2 separate regions of the Mus musculus genome follow, and region 1 is linked to region 2. The links are chromatin contacts, called in public Hi-C maps. All regions are on one chromosome and are shown on one strand. The core of a region is the stretch at or near the end of the contact, and the rest is flanking DNA. Distances in the headings are between cores, read along the strand shown.

Region 1 (5,148 bases), core at 63-2,562, 51 kb before region 2:
TAAAAAAAAATCAAGGCACACAACTGCCTATGACATCAGTTCCAGGAGATCTTCCACCCTCTGCTGACCTCCACAGGAACTCCACACATGTGGTACTCATACAAACAGGCAGTCACACAGTGTAAATAAGTAAAAAGAAATTTGAAAGAGAAAGCATGTTGTACAGCACCCGAGGGAGGAACAATATCAAGGCTGAGCTCTGGCCTCAACAGCATGCATATCAACACATCTGAGGACACGCACACACAGGGTTTGAAATCATGAGCAATCCTTAACCGGAATGCCTTTAGACCATTGTTGTTAACACCAGTAGGAGCCCTTTCTCATACCTTCAACAGCAGTAAAGCCAGCACGACTCTCTGAGGTACTGTTGTCCCCAAGAGGCTGAGTATGTTGGAGAACCACTACAGGAACCATAGAGCTGGTGTTAGATCCCAAAGAAACTCAAGACCAATAGCTAACTGAGGTGCCTATTAACATATCAAGGTGAACCCAGGCCACCGGCCTCCCTGGTAACCACAAGTATCTCAGCACTTCACACACACGCACACTCACACGTGCTCACACACACTGCCCCCTACTCGAAACCTTTCTAGCCCCTGAGCTTCACTGCCCGTCCTCCAGCTTCTTTTTCCTATATGACCCAGCCATGTTGGCACTGTGTTCTCTTTGTCCACTTGCCTCCTGGCCTCTTGGCTCCCTTCTTGGTTCTCTTGGTCCTCCTTCTCTTGGATTGACTTCTCTTTTCTTGGGCCTCTGCTCCTGGCTCATCTCTCTTCTCTTCCTCTCCTCCTCCTCCCTCTCCTCTCATGACCCAGTCTATTCTGCTGGCCATACTCAGTCTGGACTCCTCCAGATGCCTCTGGCTGAACTCTCTCATCTACAATAAAAACCTTCTCCTCAACTACCTACCTAGGAGTGATCATGTCCTTATTGTCATTCAGTGGGTAGCATTCATAGCAATCCAGTGTTGTCATCACACACAGGGTGACATGGGGCCAGATAGAAGGAAGATGGACTTATGCCTGTGGAAAGTACAGGCTTTCAGACAGTCTCTCCAGAGATGAAGCATGTTCACATCCCGAATGATGGCTCCTGATCAGGACATTGGAGTTACTCCAGAAGTTACTACTGTTGACAGCTGAGCATTGGCAGATCTGACTCAGAGAGAAAGGCTACTGAGCTAGGCCATCAGCACCCCTCCTGCTGTGAGGTACAGCACTTACTTCTTCATCAGAAGACAGTCCACCCTGCCCAGCTGAGAAGAGGGACTTGCTGAGAGAGCATGGCAGCCAGCCATACTAGATGCTGAGGCCAGAGATTAGTTTGTGACTTGGCAGCAGGACTGGGCCCTCTGATGGGGGCGGAACACACACCAGCTGTTACCACAGCCAATCTGGCTTATGCCCTCCTCAGAAGAGCTTGATAAGTCTCGAATTTTCCATTTGTGTGTAGCCGATGGGTTTTGTCCATGCTGAGGGTTTGTGATAAATCTATAAACTTTACTAAACTGACTTTTACTCTGTCAACTTGGTGGTATTTGGTTGCATCATGAAGGAGAGTTAGCATGCACTAAAGAGAGCAAAATCCAGTAAGACTTGGTAGAGCCAGATGGCTTTCATCTTGCAGCAGTGGCTTCCTTGCCGAGGAAGGGAACGGAAACCCTACCTAGTTCTTAGTACATTATGAAGCTTCACATCCGTGTGCCAAGAGAAAAGGTCAGAATTCCCCCCATGAAGACCCGGACAGCCCCATTTTCACCTCATCTTCAGCTTGTTTCCTCTTGTTTGTAACCCAGTCACCACAGAGATGGCAGTGGACAGATGAGTACTTCTGTCTCTGGAGCTCTTGAAAACTGTGGTGACTTTTAACCATTGCAGATAAACCCACCATCCAGCCTATGTTCTTGAGACATAGTTCCTTTTGTGACTATCATATGGACTCACTGTGATCCACTCTCACCTTAGTAAGGCATTCATTGAAGACCAAGATTGACGTGGAAAGGAAAGAATGGAATCTCAAGGCTACCGGGCTAGTGGAGTTCACAGCCAATTATGACCAAAACAAGATCAGTGCACTTCAACACAGCCTTGTAAATACTGCTTGTGTTCTGTTGGGGGTCCAGACAGTCTGCAGTTCCTTTCTCGGGCACAACCCCTAACCCAGATGTGATCCTGTGATTGTGGGAAACTGCAGATAAAGCCTAGGAGGAATGTCCTAAATAAGGTCACTAGCTAAGGTCACAAGGGCAGGGAAGTACAGAAGGAAGATTCTAGATAAAGGGGTAAAAGACACTGCTCAAGCTCTGCTTGCCGCGGCCTCTCTGGCAGCTAGTACACAATATATAAACAGCAGTGGGAAAAATTAAAAAGTGCCCATTCTTAAAGTAAACACAGAGTCTTGTGCCTCTGTCTACCATTACCCTCCTTCCCACGTCTCTGTAATGCCCACATTTGTAGTGGCCATGGCAGTGTTTCCTCTTCAGCTCTAACTAGTCTTCCTGACACTCCAGGCTCTACAAAGCCACTCTATACCCCTGCCAGAGCGCTCTCAGCAGAAGTTCTCAACCTCTACTGGGTTGGGAACTCTCCAGCCTCACAGTGAGCATGGCTAGCATGATGTAAGACTTAAAGACAAGCTTGTTTGCCTCTCCAGCCTTCTCCCTTCCCTTTCATTGTGTTCTGGACAGAATGCAGGCCACATTCCAGCTGCTGTGAGTTGCTCATAATTTTTGAGACGTGCCAAGTAGCCTCTGGTAGCCACAGTTCCAGCTCTACCCCTGCCCTCCGGTCCTTTTCCCCCAACACTCTACTTACAAGTGACCTCCATGAGTTCTACAAAGCTAGCCACTTTCTTCCCTAAATTACTCCTTGCATCGTAATACTTCCAACCTTCTCCTGTGTTACTATGCATGTATGTGAAATACTGATGGAACTCAACAAAGCACCCACATACCACACCAATACTTATGCCTCTGCCTTTCTGCACAGTGGATCCATTAGGGGCAGAGAACACGTGATACTCAGCTCTTTAAGGCTGCTGTCTAGCACATCTGGAATCCTGTACATGGGCTCCTCTTGAAGAGGGTCTTAAAATGTTTTTAGCTACTGAATGACAATTATGAGCCCTGCACCCAGCTTTGTCAATTATCCTGCCATGTTCAACTTGACTGATGACAGCAATTGGTGACACTGCGTTTACTGATGACAGTATCTCTGTCAGATGATGGATCTGAAAATTGATGATAGAAAAAATTCTCCAAAATCTAAGTGCTTTCATTCAGAAAAAAAAGGGTATGAATAACTCATACAGCTTACAACACTGGAACCACTCTTTGCTATGATATTGTCTACCAGGAAGGCTAGAGAGGTTAGGCAGAGCTGAGGGTATGACTCAGGGGAAGAACACTGGCTTATTAGCACAACACCCTTGCTGCCATTCTCAAAACCAGTCAGACCTTTACGCATGTGCTACCCACTCCTGTAGGAGGCAGGGATGCACTCTGTGTCCTATGTCTTTATTCTGCTGCGTTCTCTACGCACTGTGTGTCCAGCAGACTGTTCCCACCCCCCCACCCCCATTTTGATATGAAGGAGACACTGGCAGAGCTTTCATCCATAGAAAGAATACTAGCCAGGAGCCAGCGCCCCTGACTAGCTATGATGCAGTGTAAAAATGACATTTAATACCCACTTAAATCCTTGCAAAGCTCTGTGAAGATGGGGTTAGTGTGCCTGTGATACACATGAGGGACCAACTCAGAATAATCTGCCGAAGGACACATGGCCACCAAGAGGTGGAGCCAGCATCTGTGTTTGGGCTGGAAGCCCACTTTCTCAACCAATATACCAATATTCTAGAGGACAAATATCTCCTGTGAGTCTAAAGAAGAACCTTCAAAACTAATAACCAAGTTTTATGTGTGCCTTTATATGACCTTTAAACAACCATAAGGGAGACTTTTTTCCAACTATTTTGCAGAGAAAAACAGAGTGATTTGGAGCCATTTTATGACTGCAGAATGCTTGGCCTTCATCTTACATGCACTGTGTGTTCCTCCTTTCTTGAGTCTTAAAGTCTATGAAATGCATGGAATGCTACTTTCTCAGGAAATACAGAGATAAAACGATGCACATGAAACCCAAACAAAGATTCAGTAGCAATGCCAGTAAATACCTGCACAGAGCACTCCCAGAAAGCACTACTCACAGAAGCCAGCAGCCGTCCATCTTCCTTCATAGCAAGGTACCGGTTGGCACACACTCCCTTGATAGACACAACTCCTCTCTCTTCTGCTTGGAGTTGTAGTTTGACTGTAAGTAACAGAGAAAAATTATGGCACCAGAGATCAAAGCAGCCCCACAATTTACAGATCACACACATGCTCGTGCGCGCACACACACACAGACATAGACAGAGAGAGACAGACAGAGAGACAGAGAGACAGAGAATGAGAGAGAGAGCACCACATATACACAGACATACACGCAAGCACATACACCACACATACATACACATATGCATACACAACCACATACCATACACACATATCACACACACATGCACACACAAACACTCACACACATACGCCACAAACACACAGAAACCCTGCCTAGCAAGGTGCTGATCCGGTGTGCAGATCAGGAAGGTATAGAAGAAGTTAGGTGGACATCCCATGAGCTGAGCTAGAGAGGAAAGAATGCCGAGCCCGCATGCCATGCTCCCAACTCCATTGTCACTCCTATGCCCCACAGAGGACAGAGGAGGGACAGGATGGAGAACAATTATTGGTGCTGGCCTCAATTGGCACTGTTTTTAAGCAGTTACTATACGATCCAGCCACTCTACTCCTGGGCATACAAACTAAGAAAGCTTTATATCCTACAGAGGGATACTGGCACATCTGTGTGTAAACTGTCACTCTGTTCACTACAGCAAGGAAACTGAACCAGCCTAGGTGTCCCCAACAATGAATAGACAATGACAATGTGGCATATGTACAGAATGGGATAGTATTCAACTGTAAAGAAAAAAATAGGTCAGTGGGAGTGAGTTGTGGGAAGCCGTTGAAGAGTGGCAGTTACAGAGTGGCAGTTACAGAGTGGCAGTTACAGAGTGGCAGTTACAGAGTGGCAGTTACAGAGTGGC
Region 2 (5,640 bases), core at 281-2,780:
CCTTTTTTTGTTCGTGGGGCTTCTGGTCTTTATGCTTCTTACATAGTGACTAGAATTCCCTGTGCATCTTAAAGACAGAGTTGCTGGATGGAAGACCTCAGGCCCCCGGAACACCTTCTCGCATGCAAAAAGAAAAAAAAAAAGTCGGACCCCATCTGAACCCTTAAAAATGAATGCAGACTTTAAAGCAGATGTTTTAACCAAGCTCACTCATGCGGTCTCTCTCACCTCCAATACTTAGAGACATTAAAATAGCCAGCCCACTTGGGCCTTTTGTAGCTAGTGGCTCTTCAAGTGTGGTCCCCAGACAAGCATTTAGAATAGAAACTCAGAAATGGCGGGTGTTTCCTCCCTGCCTCAGGAGGCTGGGTCCAATCTGTGACAGCAAACGCTGCAGGTGACGTCTAGGAGCCCTTAAAGTTGAGCCTACTGATTTAGGAGAGGATTGTTTCCCGACCTATATCCATGACTGGATATATTTCTATGACAAAATCCAAGCTGTAATTCTTATCTCGCCCTCAAGGTACCTGCAAGGTAGGTTCCCCCACTTCAGTGCTATCAAGGGATCTGCACTTCACACTGAAACAAGGTCTGCCCTGCTTTACTAAGGAAGTCACAGGTTGGTTTGCTAGTCTCTTGTCTGTTTTGGCTCCCTTAGCTTTCCTCTTTGGAGTAACTTGGAGACACTGGGTGGGTGGAGAATGTGATAGCTGTGAGAGGAAGGGCCGCATCCCTGTGGTTTGTCACCAAGTCAGAGTTGAAGGGCGGGGGTTTCAGCTGAAGAACATTTCATCCTGCCTCTGTTTCCGTGGGTGACTGCAGGATGCCAAGGAGCTCCAGAGCCCTGGTTGAGACACGCCTACCTCCAACCCCCAAGAGCCTCGGGTCCCTTGTCTCAAGCATCCTGGCATCCAGGATGCAACAGGTGGCCTCTGAGAGACCAGCCCACCTGGAGTTGCGGCAGGGGCGGAGGTGGGGTTGGGTGGGGAGAGGTGCAGTGCGGGGACCCTATTCCTGAGGAGGACACAGGAATGAAGCTGCTTTCCTGTACCCCTGGGTCCACGGTGCCTAGGGGCCGCGTCTTAGTGTCCCAAGTCCCCGGGGGCGAGGGAGCAGTGTGGTCTAGACCATGCACGCGGGTGGGAAGTGGCAACTCACCGTGTGGGTCGCTCTTCTCGCGGACGCCATCCACGCGGCCGTCGGGATGGATGCGCAGGAAGAAGCCGCCGTTCTTGCAGTAGAGCCGCTTGGGGTCCTTGAAGTGGCCTGGTGGGAAGGCGGCGCCGCCGTCCTCCGGCAGTGCGGGAAGCGAGGTGATGCCGCTGGCAGCCATGGCCCTTCCGCGGCCCCGGGACCCCGCTGTGGCAGCTCTTGGGGCTCCCCGGCCCCGACCCCGGCCTCGGCCCCCCAGCGCGGCTCGCCCGCGGGCTGCCAGCCTCCCAGTCCGTGTCCCGCCGGGCTCCCAGCCCAGTGCAGCCGGACTCTTCCTGAAGCCGAGAGAGCCCCTTGAGTGTACAACGGCCCGGGGCCGCGTCACCCCGCGTCCCCGCCTGCACCCCGGCCCCGTGCGCCCCCGCCCCGCGCGCCGCCTCCTCCCCACGCCCGGCGCCTCCAAGTTGCAAAGAATCTGTCCCGCTAGGCAGAGCTTTCTCCAGGAGACTGCGGTGACGCAGCTCCTAAAGTTTAAATGCAAGTTTCTAACTTTCTCCGCTCCTGCCTTTTAACAGAGGGTCTGAACTGGGGAGGGATCAAGTCAGGCTTTGGAAATCTCCAGTCCCGTAGAGCACAAGCTGTGTAAGGATAGGGTGCGGGAGACAGAGGCCTGCAATGGGGTGCCTGGGTTTCCTTTCTGGGCACCCAGCCCGAGACAGCGTGGGAAGATGAAAACCGCTTGAGTCCTCAACACGTAAGAGCCCAGAACTGGCGCTTGCCCTGCCTCAGTTGTTAGATGTTTCTTGGAAAGAACCGAGTCTCACAAAATTGCAGTTAATTGCAGTTGGCAATTTTCAGTCGACCCCAATAGGCTTGACCCCAATAGATTGTCTGCACCTCTGTCCTGAAACTAGATAGCTTTTCTCCCCTACCTGTGGGGGTGCACCTCTACAGTGAGGGTGTTTGCCAAACTACCATTTGGAAAACCTGCACACATCAATGCTCTGTGCTCCAAGGCTCTGCGGAGAGGCACCGCGACAGAAAGGGTTAAGGCCAGGAGGGTGACCAAGAGAACTGCTCTGAAGAGTCACACACCACAGGAGTACCTCACTGCGGGGGGTCGGGGGGGGGGAGGAGAAATGTAGATTTAGGGAAGCTTCTAGAAGTGTCACTATGAGTTAGCTGTAGGTCATCCTGAAGGGCATCTACTTATCGTCTTCAGTCTTCTCAGAGGTCTTCACTCTGTGTGGTGGGCGTTAGCAAATTCTCCAAAGCTGGAAGACCAAGCCTTTTCTCCGTTGTGTACCAAGCAGAGGAGTGTGTGTTGTGTGCATATTCGTTTTCCTCTTGCCTCCTGCTAGGTTCATAGCCAAAGTCTTTACAGCATGAGACAAATTAACATGAAAAGATACTAACTTATTTAATGTAAACCTGGAATCCTTGAAAGGAAATAAAGACCTAAAAGCCACACAGAGACCTGTGTGTTTTCAGTCAAGTTGGAAGAGGATGTGTTTAATTGTAGAGAATGGTTTTTGAAGAGGGTGCCAGCTAATGGGCAGAAACTGGTGTGAGGAACTTAGTAAGTCTTGGTTGTTCTGATTCTGTGTCTCTGTCTTCAGAGATGGGAACTCCCTGACCTGTAAGTATATGGTGGGCACTTCTCAAATGTGGGCTTTGTATCCTCAGTAAGAGAAGACTAAGGGGTCTGAGAGCAACCGTCCTGCCTCCCCACCTCTCTCCCTCACCCTTCTCTCTCCCTCACCCTTCTCTCTCCCTCACCTTCCTCCTCTCTCTTCCCCTCCCCCACTCTTCCTCCCCCTCTCTGGTGTTTCTAGACAGGGTTTCTCTGTGGTAGCAGTCCTAGAACTCACTCTGTAGGCCAGGCTGGCCTCCAATTCAGAGATCCACCTGCCTTTGCCTCCAGTGCTGTGATTCAAGGCCTGTGCCACCGTCCAGCCCTACTTTTTTCTTTAATGCTGTTTTCTTAAGATGCTGAGGTGCCCTCAACCCTCTCAGTCCTCTGACACCAGTCTCATAACCCTCCTCGGACAAAAGGGCACAAACTAGGAGCATACCCCCTCTCCTCTTTATGCCTCCTAGGTTTTGAGTAGGGTTTTCCCAGAAAGTGTTCAGAAATACTGCACTGCTGTATGTGATGACCAGACTCATCAATCGTCATTCAGGATCCAGTAAGATGAGTAGTGCCCTTCTGGATGCTGAGCATGGCCCAGGGGAACAGGCGTAGCATCCCACCCAGCGTTCCTGCAAGGCATTCCAGATGATAGCAAGTACAGCCCAGGTTTGAGGAGCGTCTGTGCTGGAGAGTTAACCAGCTGGCATCAGCCAGGGATTTGTGGAAGGAACCACATTCCATTCCACGAGGAAGGGATATCTATCCAACTCTTTCCTCCTCCTAAAATTCCCATCATACTTATGGGAAATGGCTAAGCTAACTAAGAAACTCCAGACTTCCATACTAAATTGCTTATGGTTGCAAACAAGCTGAAATGTGCATGTTTACCAATAGGAGCACATTTAATGAAGTGATTCATGTAGTAAGTATTAGTGAGTATAGTAACTCACTGAAGGTTTATGAGCCTGCCATTACCAGATAGAATTCTACAATGGACTATCGCTGGTTTGTTTTTAATGATTTCCTACATGGACTGAGAACTGGAGAAAGAAGTGAAAAATGTAAGTTAGCCTGCAGTGTGTCCCCTACACTTTGTCTTTTGAGGTGATTCCCCCTCCCTGGCACATGCATACACCGTGTTAACTGCCAGACTGTGTTGTACTCCAGGGACCCCGGCCCCTGGGCATCTGCAGGGAGAGGAAGAACATTAAACTGTGCTTATGCTTTGCTTTCTAAGCTACACCTAATACATGGATAACTGTCTCCTACTTACATGGCTGATTTTAAAATACACATAATACATAAGTATAATAATCAAGAAAAATAAAGCCATCCCCTGACAGGAACAATGTACAGAGACACTAGAAAGGACCTGTCTAGACCTCCTCACAATATACCTTCCAACAAAAGTCAGGTTGATGGGAAGTTAGAAAGCACTAGAACCCTCCAATATCCTGGGCTAAGGAAAATCTAGATTCTACCAAGAGCCCTAAGGTGCTAATGAAGTTGTCTTAAAAAAAAAAAGAAGTAAGGTAGCATGCAGAGGGGAGGAAGCCTGTGTGTGCGGACTGTGTCATAGCCCAGCCTGCTGAGTGTGAGAGAGTGTGGGGCGCAGCCACTGCCAGGTAAAATGGCTAGAAACCGAAGCTTTGGAAGGATAGCAAAGGAAATACAGACAGACAGACAGACAGACAGACAGACAGACAGACAGACAGGGAGAGAGAGAGAGAGAGAGAGAGAGAGAGCGCAAAGGAAATACAGACAGGGAGGGAGAGAGCACGCAACCAAACCATCTACAATGTACAAATACCTCTTAGCCATGTCTCTTAAATTGGGATCTCTCTCTCTCTCTCTCTCTCTCTCTCTCTCTCTCTCTCTCTCTCTCTCTCTCTCTCTCTCTCTGTCTGTCTCGACTCTGCACATCATCTTAACCTTTCCACTAGAACAAACTGGTCCCCCTCATAATCTGAGAGACTTCTGTCTCCTTATTTGCTGTTTTCTTTGCTTACTAGAGGGTCATGTGTTTCATGTTCAGTTCCATAGAAGTGAAACAGAAATGCACACGGACACAGAACTCAGTAAATACAAGGAAAGGAAGACTCGGAAACAGGACACCATGTGTGGCGGCTTAGTGCCTGATCCCAAACCTTCACAAGGGCACATGGGACTTCTCAGGGGGGCAGTGTCCCAGCCTGTTTTGTGTACCTTGTATCCTAACATGGATTTTTTTGTTTTTAAATTTAGTACTGTACTTTAAAAAAAAATTATATACTTTAATTTTGTATATATGTGTGCTTTGCCTGAATGTCTGTCTGTCTGTCTATGCAACATGTGCATTCCTAGTCTCCAGGCAGGCAGTTGTGAGCTCCGGTATGTGGGTGCTTGGAACCAAACTTGAGTCCCTGCCAAGAGAAGTATGTGCTCCTAACCTCTAAGCGCTCTCTCCAGCAGCCCATAAAGTTGGTGTTAAAGAGACAATCTAAAAAACAAGTTTAAGGCCATGTTCCTCTTAAATAATTTGTTGACAGCTTGAATTAGATTTATTTTGTCTTTTAATCCAAACTTTAAGATATAATACTTAAGTACTTATATACTTAAGATATAATACTTTCCTTAAAACACACACACACACATTTTTTTTTAAAGCAACCAAAAAGTGAGGATGCCCTTGGACTCATCCTTGCCCGTCTCTTTTCTCTGGCTGAGCCCAAGCTCACTTCACACCTTTCTCCGTGTATGTGCACCATGCCTGCTCCCACAGGAAGCAGCAGCACTGTGTGCATTCAGACAGAGATGCTACAGTGCGGCTGGCATCCCTTCCCAGCTGCTGTTGTCACTCCAGCCGTGTTCCAGAC

What was found. A called contact is a pair of places that touch in the nucleus more often than the background predicts.
Region 1: a contact with region 2 is called in a Hi-C map of muscle stem cells, with 2.8 times the contacts expected there. The contact joins the enhancer-like site here to the promoter of Fgf2 in region 2. A contact is called at or near these places in 2 of 15 datasets of contacts at CTCF or cohesin (CD8 T cells and the NIH/3T3 cell line), 42 of 484 Hi-C or Micro-C datasets (the AML12 cell line, B cells, the C2C12 cell line and 23 more), 7 of 115 datasets of contacts at active chromatin or transcription factors (acute myeloid leukemia, a colorectal cancer cell line, embryonic stem cells and 4 more) and 5 of 9 other capture datasets (adipose tissue, embryonic stem cells, liver and 2 more).

The regions. Positions count from the first base shown.
Region 1 is chr3:37,395,350-37,400,497 of GRCm38.p6, reverse strand. Fgf2 (fibroblast growth factor 2) reads right to left here. Exons shown (of 3, transcript NM_008006.2): 2 at 4,210-4,313. Among named protein-coding and RNA genes, the nearest start is that of Nudt6, 22 kb to the left of the region's middle. Within about 2 kb of position 1,312, at least 37 of the 459 cell types and tissues checked have an H3K27ac peak or open chromatin away from gene starts, as enhancers often do. A contact at or near this core is called in adipose tissue, brown adipocytes, cerebellum and 3 more, where this site is marked.
Region 2 is chr3:37,344,543-37,350,182 of GRCm38.p6, reverse strand. Fgf2 (fibroblast growth factor 2) reads right to left here and starts at 1,530. Exons shown (of 3, transcript NM_008006.2): 1 at 1,159-1,530. The coding sequence starts at 1,333. It overlaps Fgf2os (a long non-coding RNA gene), which reads left to right and starts at 342. Exons shown (of 4, transcript XR_003954461.1): 1 at 342-534.